3 separate regions of the Mus musculus genome follow, and all the other regions are linked to region 3. Evidence: chromatin contacts called from public promoter capture Hi-C data. All regions are on one chromosome and are shown on one strand. The core of a region is the stretch at or near the end of the contact, and the rest is flanking DNA. Distances in the headings are between cores, read along the strand shown.

Region 1 (2,915 bases), core at 239-2,738, 1.1 Mb before region 3:
ACTATATTCTCTAAATTTTTCAGAGCGGTGGCAGAGGCAGATGGCTCAATGTGTAAAAAGCACAAAGCCGGGTGTGGTGAGGTGGACCTGTGATCCCTGCACTCCTATGGTGAGACAGAACACTCGAAGCTCCCTAGCCAGCCTGCCTGAATATACAACACAGAAACAAGCGTCAAGAGAGATCTCACCTACTAGGTGGAAGGTAAGGACTAAGACCCAAAGCTGTTCTCGGAAGCCTATACATGTGCCGTGGGTCCGTGCATCCTCACATACCAGCACATACACATTCTCTCAGTACATACATGTACACACAAAATACTTACTTGCCCTCTCATACAAATTAGCAACAGAAAAGCACGAAGAGATGTTAAGTACACGAATAATGATTAAGGGATGTTCAGCAAGCCCTGCCACACACCAGCTTCCAGTGAGAACACAAGCCCGTTTTAAACCTTTAAAGGCATCTTGTTTCTCTTCTCCATGCTGCAGGCATTTACACTGCACTGTAGTTACTTATTTATGTTAAGTCTAAAATGGACAGAAAATAGACAGAAAAGTGTTTTGCTATTTTCATTACTTAACATATAGTTGTGCTTGATAAATACTTGCTGAAGAAAGTATGACACAATATTATGTTTTTAAGACAAACACTCCTTGAGGCTTTGAGTCAGTACCATACAAAGTACGTGGGAACTTAATAACTTCTATAGTAACTACTAGTTTTCAAAGCGCGTCTTTGCCCAACCCGTTGGTCTAGACTAAACCTCAAGCTCTGCAAAGATTAACAGCCCTGTCAGGGGTGGGAATGAGGGTTGTCTGTCCGAGTACGTGATGCTTCCAAATAGAAAAATTAAAACTCAAGAGGGAGCCGGGCAGTGGTGGCACAAGCCTTTAATCCCAGCACTTGGAAGGCAGAGGCAGGCGGATTTCTGAGTTCGAGGCCAGCCTGGTCTACAGAGTGAGTTCCAGGACAGCCCGGGCTACACAGAGAAATCCTGTCTCGAAAAATCAAAACAAAACAAAAATCTCAACAGGGAGGAGAAACTTGGTAGGAGCCTATAGCTCAGGCTTTAGGTCATACTGGCTTTTTTCACTCGATTGACAGCTCATGTAATCCTCAAAGCACCCCATGAGAAAACACACGGAGGGTCTTCGGGCCTCCAAATCAGAAAGCCGGCCTCCTGAGGTCGGTCGGTACAGGCAACTTGAGGCGGACGCCCGGCTGCGTCCATCCAGCGGACCGATGTCTCCGGCCCCGCCGCCCCACCCCATCCCGCCCAGCCAACCCCGCCGCATACGTGCTTGGATGAGAGTGCAGTGACGCCACGGATGAGGCCGCCCAGCCTGGAGAAGAAGGGTGCTCTGGAGGCCGCAGGTCCTCCCAGCTGGTTCTGCAGGAAGAGCCCCGGCAGTGCGGTCAGCGTCCTCTCCACCATGTCGCTCATCGCTGCCTCCCTACGAGGCTACTTCGCGCTGACTCTCCCGGCCTCCGTAGTCACTTCCGGCGTTTTGAATAAGAAATCTTTATTCGCGCCGGAGCAGGACGAGCAGGATGAAGTTCCGGGAAACACCGCCTGGGGGCGCACGAGTCTAGGAGGAGAGAGGAGTTCTCTGGAGACATGAAGTTCATGATCATTCTATTAGCGGTGAAATGTGTGTGCATGATCTTGTATTTTCTCGAACTTCCCAAGGTTAATGAATTCGTGCCATTCCCCTGTCCCAGCCTCCAAGTGCTGGGATTACAAACCTGACCTACCATCTTTATAGTGTTCTTAACACCTGTAGGAGCTCTTATCTCTGAAACTTTGTCTGTGATAAGTGAAATTTTTTTCTTAAATCTTGAAGTTGTTCTTGTACCTACACCTCAACAAAAGAAAAAGTTTGCCTGACAGAATAGTTATGCAAAGATAAAGTTTAGGGCTGGTGAGATGGCTCAGTGGGTAAGAGCACTGTCTGCTCTTCCAAAGGTCCTGAGTTCAAATTCCAGCAACCACACGGTGGCTCACAACCATCCATAATGAGATCTGACGCCCTCTTCTGTTGCGTGTCTGAAGACAGCAACAGGGTACTTATTTATAATAATAAATAAATCTTTTTTTAAAAAAGTTTAATTTATTGAAAAATCTCAATATTTAAATTATTTAAAACAGATTTTCTTTAGAATTTAATATTTTATGCCTACGTAAAGTTTTGTTTACTGTGTGTGTGTGTATGTGTGTGTGTGTTTTTTTAACTTTAGGCCCTTTCACTAGTTTAAATTAGAAAACTTACTTTCCAGCCATGTAGTGGTTGTTGCCTGAAATCCCAGCCCTTGAGACTGGAAGGAGGAGCAAGAAAATTCAAGGGCATCACCGGCTCCATATCAAGTTCAAAACAAACCTGAGTTATATGAAACCCTGTCTTAACTTTCCCCATCCCCCAATTTTTTTCTTCCACCTAAAAAATATGCTGGGGAAAGCTGATACATTTCTGACTCGGGTGAAAGGAACGCGGCTACACTGCCAAAAAGTAAAGTGAAACTTTCCTTCCCCTGGCCTGGGTGATGTTCACTATCCCCCTTAGTCCGTCTTATCCAATAGAGCTTTTTCAAATTGTGCTGTGGTGCCAGTAAAACAGGGTCATTGTTTGGACCAAAGTTTAAAGGAAGAAAAATTACACATTTGAAACAGAGACATGGTAGGCTATATAAAAAGCAAAACTCTGTTGTTCCTGCTTTTCAAGCAGCACTAAAACTTCTTTTTTTTATTTATTTTTTTTTCTATTTTTTATTAGGTATTTAGCTCATTTACATTTCCAATGCTATACCAAAAGTCCCCCATATCCACCCACCCCCGCACTAAAACTTCTTACACAGCTTTCATTAGCATACTGAATTGGCTAGAAAATTATGCAACAGCTTAAAAGGCTCAAAAATG
Region 2 (3,168 bases), core at 477-2,976, 1.1 Mb before region 3:
AATAAATATTTAAAAAACATATCTTCCAAAGAACAGAGGTTTTTATTTTGGTGAAGTGAATTTGATTTTATTGTTGTATAGTTTTTCCTTTTTTCGTGTCCTATTTTAGGAATTCTCATCCAACAAGAAGCTCTTAAGAGTATAAATGTTCCCCTGAGACAACTTAGAAGGTCAGGAGTAAGATTTATTTGAGCTAAACTGAGGTAGCAGTATGAGGTCTCTGGAATGCTCATTCTCTGATTCTCGGATTCAATAGGTTTGGATGGTGATGCTGAAACTGCAGTCAGGAGCCGTGGTCCAGGCCAGCACTCTGAAACACTAAATAATGAAAGGTTTTTAAGCTTGGCTGTATATTAAATCTGGAAATGTTTTTAAAATCCAGATATATTGCTCTCATCAGATGAGCAAGTATCTAGGATCCCAGTGGAAAGGGGAGATTAGCTTAAACATCAGTGTCCTAGAAGGATTCTAAAAGTGGCTGAGAGTAAATGCAACAATGCTTGACAGGCAGTTTCTGTCTAGGGGGTTCTTACAGCTGGTAGGGTTACAAATAGATTGAAACTGGACCAGAGGGGGAAGCCAGGGGACAGACAACTACAGAAAAAACCCACGCAGAACTGTGGGAGAGCTTCCTTCAGGAATTCCCCCAGGAAGATGCCAATGAGGAAGTCTCAAGTTCCAAGCTGTGCAACTATTTCACCCTCTGCCTCTTCTCACTCTCCCCCTCTCCTAACTTCAGCCAAGGTCCAGTTCTGTAGTTCTGTAGTTCTGTAGTTGCCTCCCTTGGCTTTCAGACTAATGCTTCCTTCCTCTTTGCCTAGCTGAAATTAACTTGCACAGAAGGTAATAGTCAGTTATACTCAGCTAGGGCTGGTGTTTTTTTTTTTTTTTTTTTTTTTTTTTTCTCTTCCTGGTGCCCTATTTTTACCTCCCTTGGATCCTTGTGGAGTTCCTTGTGAAAGGTTGCTTTGTAACAGTGTTTGCTCACACATCTGTAGTCCTTGCTGTGTCCCTCCTTTAGGATAACAGGAACACTGTCCTATTCAGTGTTTGGTATTAAATAGTCATCCAACAAATATTTGACAACCTAGTATACACTGGATATTCTGTGTGTAAGGACACAGCAGTCAACAGAGCAAAGAGGGATCCTTCCATTAACTGGATAGCAGCATGGGAGATACATAGATGAGTATAAGAAAATGGGGGGAGGGACCCCCAAAACCTCAGGCATGGTGACTTATGCCTATGATACAGGAAGATCTCTGAGTTCTAGGCCATCATCTTCAAAGTGAGTTCAGTACTAGTCGAGGATGTTTCCAAAGAAAGCAAGAACAACAACAGCAATAAATAAATAAATAAATAAATAACAAAAAGAAAAAAAAAGCTATGAAGGTTACAAATAAATCATAGCATGAAAGTGAATTAAGGGGTACTTAAGATGAAGTGTACTAGGAAACCCTCTTTAGGGAGGAAGTGTTAAGTAAGTGATAAGGGAACACCAAGAGTGTATTCCCCAGAGACTGCCCGCCTGGAGGGTCTGTGGATCTTAACGGGTGGGAAAGTAGAGAAACCAAGGACAGAGAAAACAGGGTGAGGTGACGTAAACTTAGCAGCAGAGGAAGAGTTTTGATTTGTGCTGCCAAGTGTGGAGAGGAGCCTCGTCTGGGTTCCGTATTTACGAAGATCGCCCCGAGGCTACGTGGCAGAGGCCAGAAAGGAAACTGAAACCCGAAGCTCCAGTGGCTTGGAATGGGCGGCGGCCGCAGTTAGGGGGAACCGAACGAGAACCCAGGATTTACGCAGCTAAAACGGCTCTGCCAGGAGCTGACAGTACCCACAGAGTCCCGGCCTAGCGTTTCGCGGGAGGGACCGGAAGAGGAAGTCGGGGCTGCACCCTAGAGGTCCGGGTGCCGCCAGCGCAGCCTGAGCCTAGCTGCCCGCCCGTGGGATGGGGCTGCTGCACTCGCTGCACGCTCCCGCGGCTGCCCTGCTCTGGAGCTGCCTGCTCGGACTGGTGAGAGCCGCACTCCCCTCCCCTCCCCTCCGCTTTTCCCTCCCCTTCCTCCCGCTTCCTCCCCCTCCCCCTCCATCCCTTCCTTTCCCTCTAACCTCCTCCGGATTTCCCTCATCCCTCCTCCTTCCCTACCTCCCCCTTCCTCTCCTTCTACCCTGGCTTCCCATTCTCCCACTGCCCGGGCCCGGTTAACTGCCTTCGTCCTTGAGTCCCAGCATTCCTCACCCGCCCCCAGCCCCCGAAATCCAGCGAAATGCCCAACCCCTGGGAGAAACCCGCGGGCGGGGGTAGGAGTGGGTGGGGAGCTTCCTCCTCCTTGGTCCTGGAGCCCTCTCTATAATTTTTCACTGTGCTGGCATCTTTTCTTCTTAATTCAAAGAATTCACTTCTGTGCTTCTCTGTGTAGCCCAATCTTACTGCTGCCTTTTGCCTAGAAAAAGGCGGATGGAGGGGCCGGTGTGAACAGGGTTCCAGGTGTTAGCGTTCTGGCCTGCTCTTTTGTTGACTGCGCTCACATACATTTCTCTCTATAGCCATATGAATATCTATATACTTTCCTTTCACTCCCAGATAGTGCCTTCTATGTAAGGTACATGTGATTATACTATGGGATTTGTATTATGCTTTTGTTTTCATATAGGTATACTTTAAAATACCTTTAAAGGGGAAATGAGAGGTTTGAATAGTTTGACGTCTAAAAGGGTCAAAGTCTGGTTGAGAAAAAAATAACAAATATGCGCTCACATACCCATATTTGCTGAAATAATGTTTTAAAATTCGGGATCAAAGTAATTTGAGCTCCAATGTGTGACCAAGAAGCTAACTCTCAGTGTTTTAGATTTTGTTTCTGTTCACTTTCTTTTCTGACATTTGATGTTGGGAAATTTGTATCGGTATTGTTTGCACACTGTTGTGTAAACTGTGTATGTAGTTATTACTTAAAAACCATCACTTCTCTGAAAGACTGCTTTGTCACTCTGGGCTTGAAAAGGTCATGGAGAAGGTTTAAGCCCCAAACAGTTTTTTTTTTTTTTTTTTTTTTAAGGTAGCCTTTGGCGTTCTAGGAACTTTGCTGGACAGCATTCGGAGAGAACCCATTCAAAAAGTATTTTGAGGAGAGAATGACAGCACAGTAGCTTTACTTTGTATCTTTA
Region 3 (3,045 bases), core at 131-2,630:
AGTGTTGATAGAAAAGGCTATTAGTAAAACTGTGTGGTTATAAGAAAGGTGATATTATTGCTAGAAAACTGTGACCAAAATGATGTTTCCTTGAATGGTTACTTCTTTAAGCCATCTGAAATTCCTTCTTCTAATATTTTCCTAAGTAACAATTAGGTGTTAGGCTAGAGGGATAGCCCAGCAATAGAACATTTACCTAACACACACAAGGCTAAGTTCTTCCCCCAGCTCAAAACATAAAAAAAGAAAAAAAAATCAATGTTAATGATATACAATGCAAAATCGTTTGAAGACTTATTTTTTAACATTCTGAATGTACAGCTATAAATTGTGTTCACAGTGTTTTCAATATAAAAATAATACAATCGTTGACCTTAACGTCTTCTGACAAGATTTTTAGAACCAAGCAATTTCTGGCTTAGAAACAAAACCAAAAGTATCCTGTTCTCCAGTGGATTCAGAGAAAAGCTGGTAATGACATCAGGTACAACTTCAGAAGTCACTGGAGCACAGCCAAGCGGGGTCTGTAAGGATTCAACCCGAAGGTGTGAATGTTAATGCTGAACTGTGCTCAACATCAGCTGTGCATGATGAAGATAAAATCAGGTAATTTTGTTTGATTTGGTTTTGTTTTTTTGTTTTTACCTTTGGTAATTTGGGCATGTTTAATTCATCTGTATAGATAACAATTGGGCCTAAATTCTAACCTATATCTACTTTATAACTTTATAGCATTTGTGTACAGAATTTGGAAGGTTTCTCCAAAAAGGGGGATTGCCTTATTTCCACATTTTTCTTCACTCTGAACTCTAATGGTTTTCTGCGACAATGCATTTTTAAAAAATCTGTCACCAACTGTTACTTTCATTTCATCCTAAAAGCAGTTAATGCACGTTTGTGATTCATTAAATAATTGAACAATTGATTAGTGCATATCCAAACCGGGATATCCACAGAACTGTTTTTGTTAACTACAAACATAACTTTACTAGACAATTGTGTTGCTGTAAATACACCACTGTAAAAACACCACTACAGGGTGTTGAAAGAAAACACATAGATAACAATGGTAGAGGCACGCTACCTTTCAGATAGGTCGGGCATGTTTCATTAGAAACAGACGGTTCCAGAGTCCCAGGCAAGGAAGGAGACAGTTCCCTCACCTAGGACGCTGGATACAGCTAGAAGGTTTTCGAAGCCCCTCAGATAGGACCCGCAACGCCCGATTTCGTAGTTGCTACGCTTAGTTGCTAAGACACAAACTGTCGCTCAGGAAGAGCCGGCTGTGCCCTCCCTTTGGGAGCCGTAGTAAATCATCTCAGGGTCGAGCGCTTTAGTTCCGGAATGAGCTTTATCTTCTCCTGGAGAGACCGGAAGACGAGGAGACTCGGGAGTGACGCTTCTGGGCCGCGGAGCACTGTGGGAGGAGGCTGTCTCTAATTTCTCCTCTCCCCCTCCCCCCTCCGGCCAAGATGTCTGACATGGAGGATGATTTCATGTGCGATGATGAGGAGGACTACGACCTGGTGAGGCGCAGGGAGCGGGCGGGGGCTGGAAGTGGGATGTGGCGGTGGTGCCAAGGCCGAGAGGCTGCAGCTCCCTCCCGGGGCTCGTCGGCCCGGTTCCGCCCTGCCCAGGGACAGGTTTCCCTCCTCGCCTGGCGTCGCGGGCCTGTGGGGCCTGGGAAGAGAGGGAGAGAGGCGGCGGGGCCGCCCTGGACGCTGGGCCCAGGGATAGCGCGGGTGACTGGCCGCGGCCGGTTCTCGGCGCCTCTCTGCCCGCCACCGAGCCTCCACGGCCCGGCGCTTAGGTCTGGGCCCTAGGGGGCCCATCTCTTCTCCACTCTGGACCTGAGCCGGTGCCAGATGCTGGAAGAGTGAAAACTGGAAGAGGGGGGTGGTCCATCCTGCTCCCAGACCTGACTGCGAAACTCGGGAGTCTCCCCCAAAACAGCCTAAGAGTCTCGCCCAGGGTCAGTTTGGGTCCCAGGTTAAGGCTCAGAGCAAGAGTAGGAGGAGTAGTTAAACGACTCGTCCCGTCCTCTAAAACATGACAAGCTCCGAAGAAAGATTTGCTTTTTGTTTGGTTGGACTGGGGAAAGGTAGGGGTTAAGGGAATTGGAACCAATGATCTTTTTCCTTGATTTAAGAAATTTCCCAGCATCCGTGTTTGAATCATCAATGGCATAAAAGTAAACAAACTTGCCTAGTTTGATTGGTGATTTCTTTTCCATTTAAGGTTTAATTGTGAATGGATTTACAGGTTTTAAACTGTACCCCATGATTTATGTTGATAGTCCAAAACGCATGCCTGTGTAAGAACTAAGAAAATTATCTTGATCCCAAAATTAGTGTCAGTTTTGTTTCTTAATTGGGAAGCAATTGTTCGGTTTTTAGAAAAATCCGATGATAGTGCAAGCTGTGGTGTACATGCTTGGAGAAGTCTGGGTCGTCTTTTTTCTTTTCTTTTCTTTTCTTTTTTTAATTTTGAGGTTTATTTATTTTATGTATATGAGTACACTGTCTTCAGGCACACCAGAAGAGGGCACCAGATCCCATTACAGATGATTGTGAGCCACATGTGGTTGCTGGGAATTGAACTCAGGACCTCTGGAAGAGCAGTCAGTGCTCTCAACCTCTGAGCCATCTCTCCAGGCCCTCTTTTCTTTTAAGTGTCACATTCTCAAAGCATTAATATTTTTATTTTGAGGTAATGGTGTAACATCTTTGTATAGATGAATCTGTAAATCATTTGCAATTTTTAAAAAAGGTTTTCATTTTACAGAAAGACATATTTTGCAGAAGGAAGTGCTGTGACTGGAGAGTCATAGTAGATGCTTGGTGATTTCAATACAGAATTTTGTTATTTATTCAATCACAAGGTAGTTGTAAACAGATACTAAACTCTTGTTTTGCTTTTGTTTCCATTACAAGTAGTTTTTAAATTGTCAGATATTTCTTTTGAATGTTTGTAATTTTAGCTGGTAGTGTTTTTAAAATTTTCACTTACCTCCTTTCCTAATAGTCTATGAAATACATGAACTTT

The links. Promoter capture Hi-C pulls out the DNA fragments that hold promoters and counts their contacts.
Region 1: a promoter capture Hi-C map of hippocampal neurons shows a contact between it and region 3, with 4 times the contacts expected there. The contact joins the promoter of Ap4e1 here to the promoter of Cops2 in region 3. A contact is called at or near these places in 1 of 39 promoter capture datasets (hippocampal neurons), 1 of 484 Hi-C or Micro-C datasets (B cells) and 2 of 115 datasets of contacts at active chromatin or transcription factors (astrocytes and large pre-B cells).
Region 2: a contact with region 3 is called in a promoter capture Hi-C map of hippocampal neurons, with 2.1 times the contacts expected there. The contact joins the promoter of Sppl2a here to the promoter of Cops2 in region 3. A contact is called at or near these places in 4 of 39 promoter capture datasets (the HPC-7 cell line, cranial neural crest, hippocampal neurons and 1 more) and 2 of 115 datasets of contacts at active chromatin or transcription factors (astrocytes and pancreatic cancer cells).

The regions. Positions count from the first base shown.
Region 1 is chr2:127,007,284-127,010,198 of GRCm38.p6, reverse strand. Ap4e1 (adaptor-related protein complex AP-4, epsilon 1) reads right to left here and starts at 1,488. Exons shown (of 21, transcript NM_175550.3): 1 at 1,299-1,488. The coding sequence starts at 1,445.
Region 2 is chr2:126,931,793-126,934,960 of GRCm38.p6, reverse strand. Sppl2a (signal peptide peptidase like 2A) reads left to right here and starts at 1,726. Exons shown (of 15, transcript NM_023220.2): 1 at 1,726-2,014. The coding sequence starts at 1,949.
Region 3 is chr2:125,857,417-125,860,461 of GRCm38.p6, reverse strand. Cops2 (COP9 signalosome subunit 2) reads left to right here and starts at 1,380. Exons shown (of 13, transcript NM_009939.3): 1 at 1,380-1,526. The coding sequence starts at 1,473. It also overlaps a transcript of Galk2 not described here.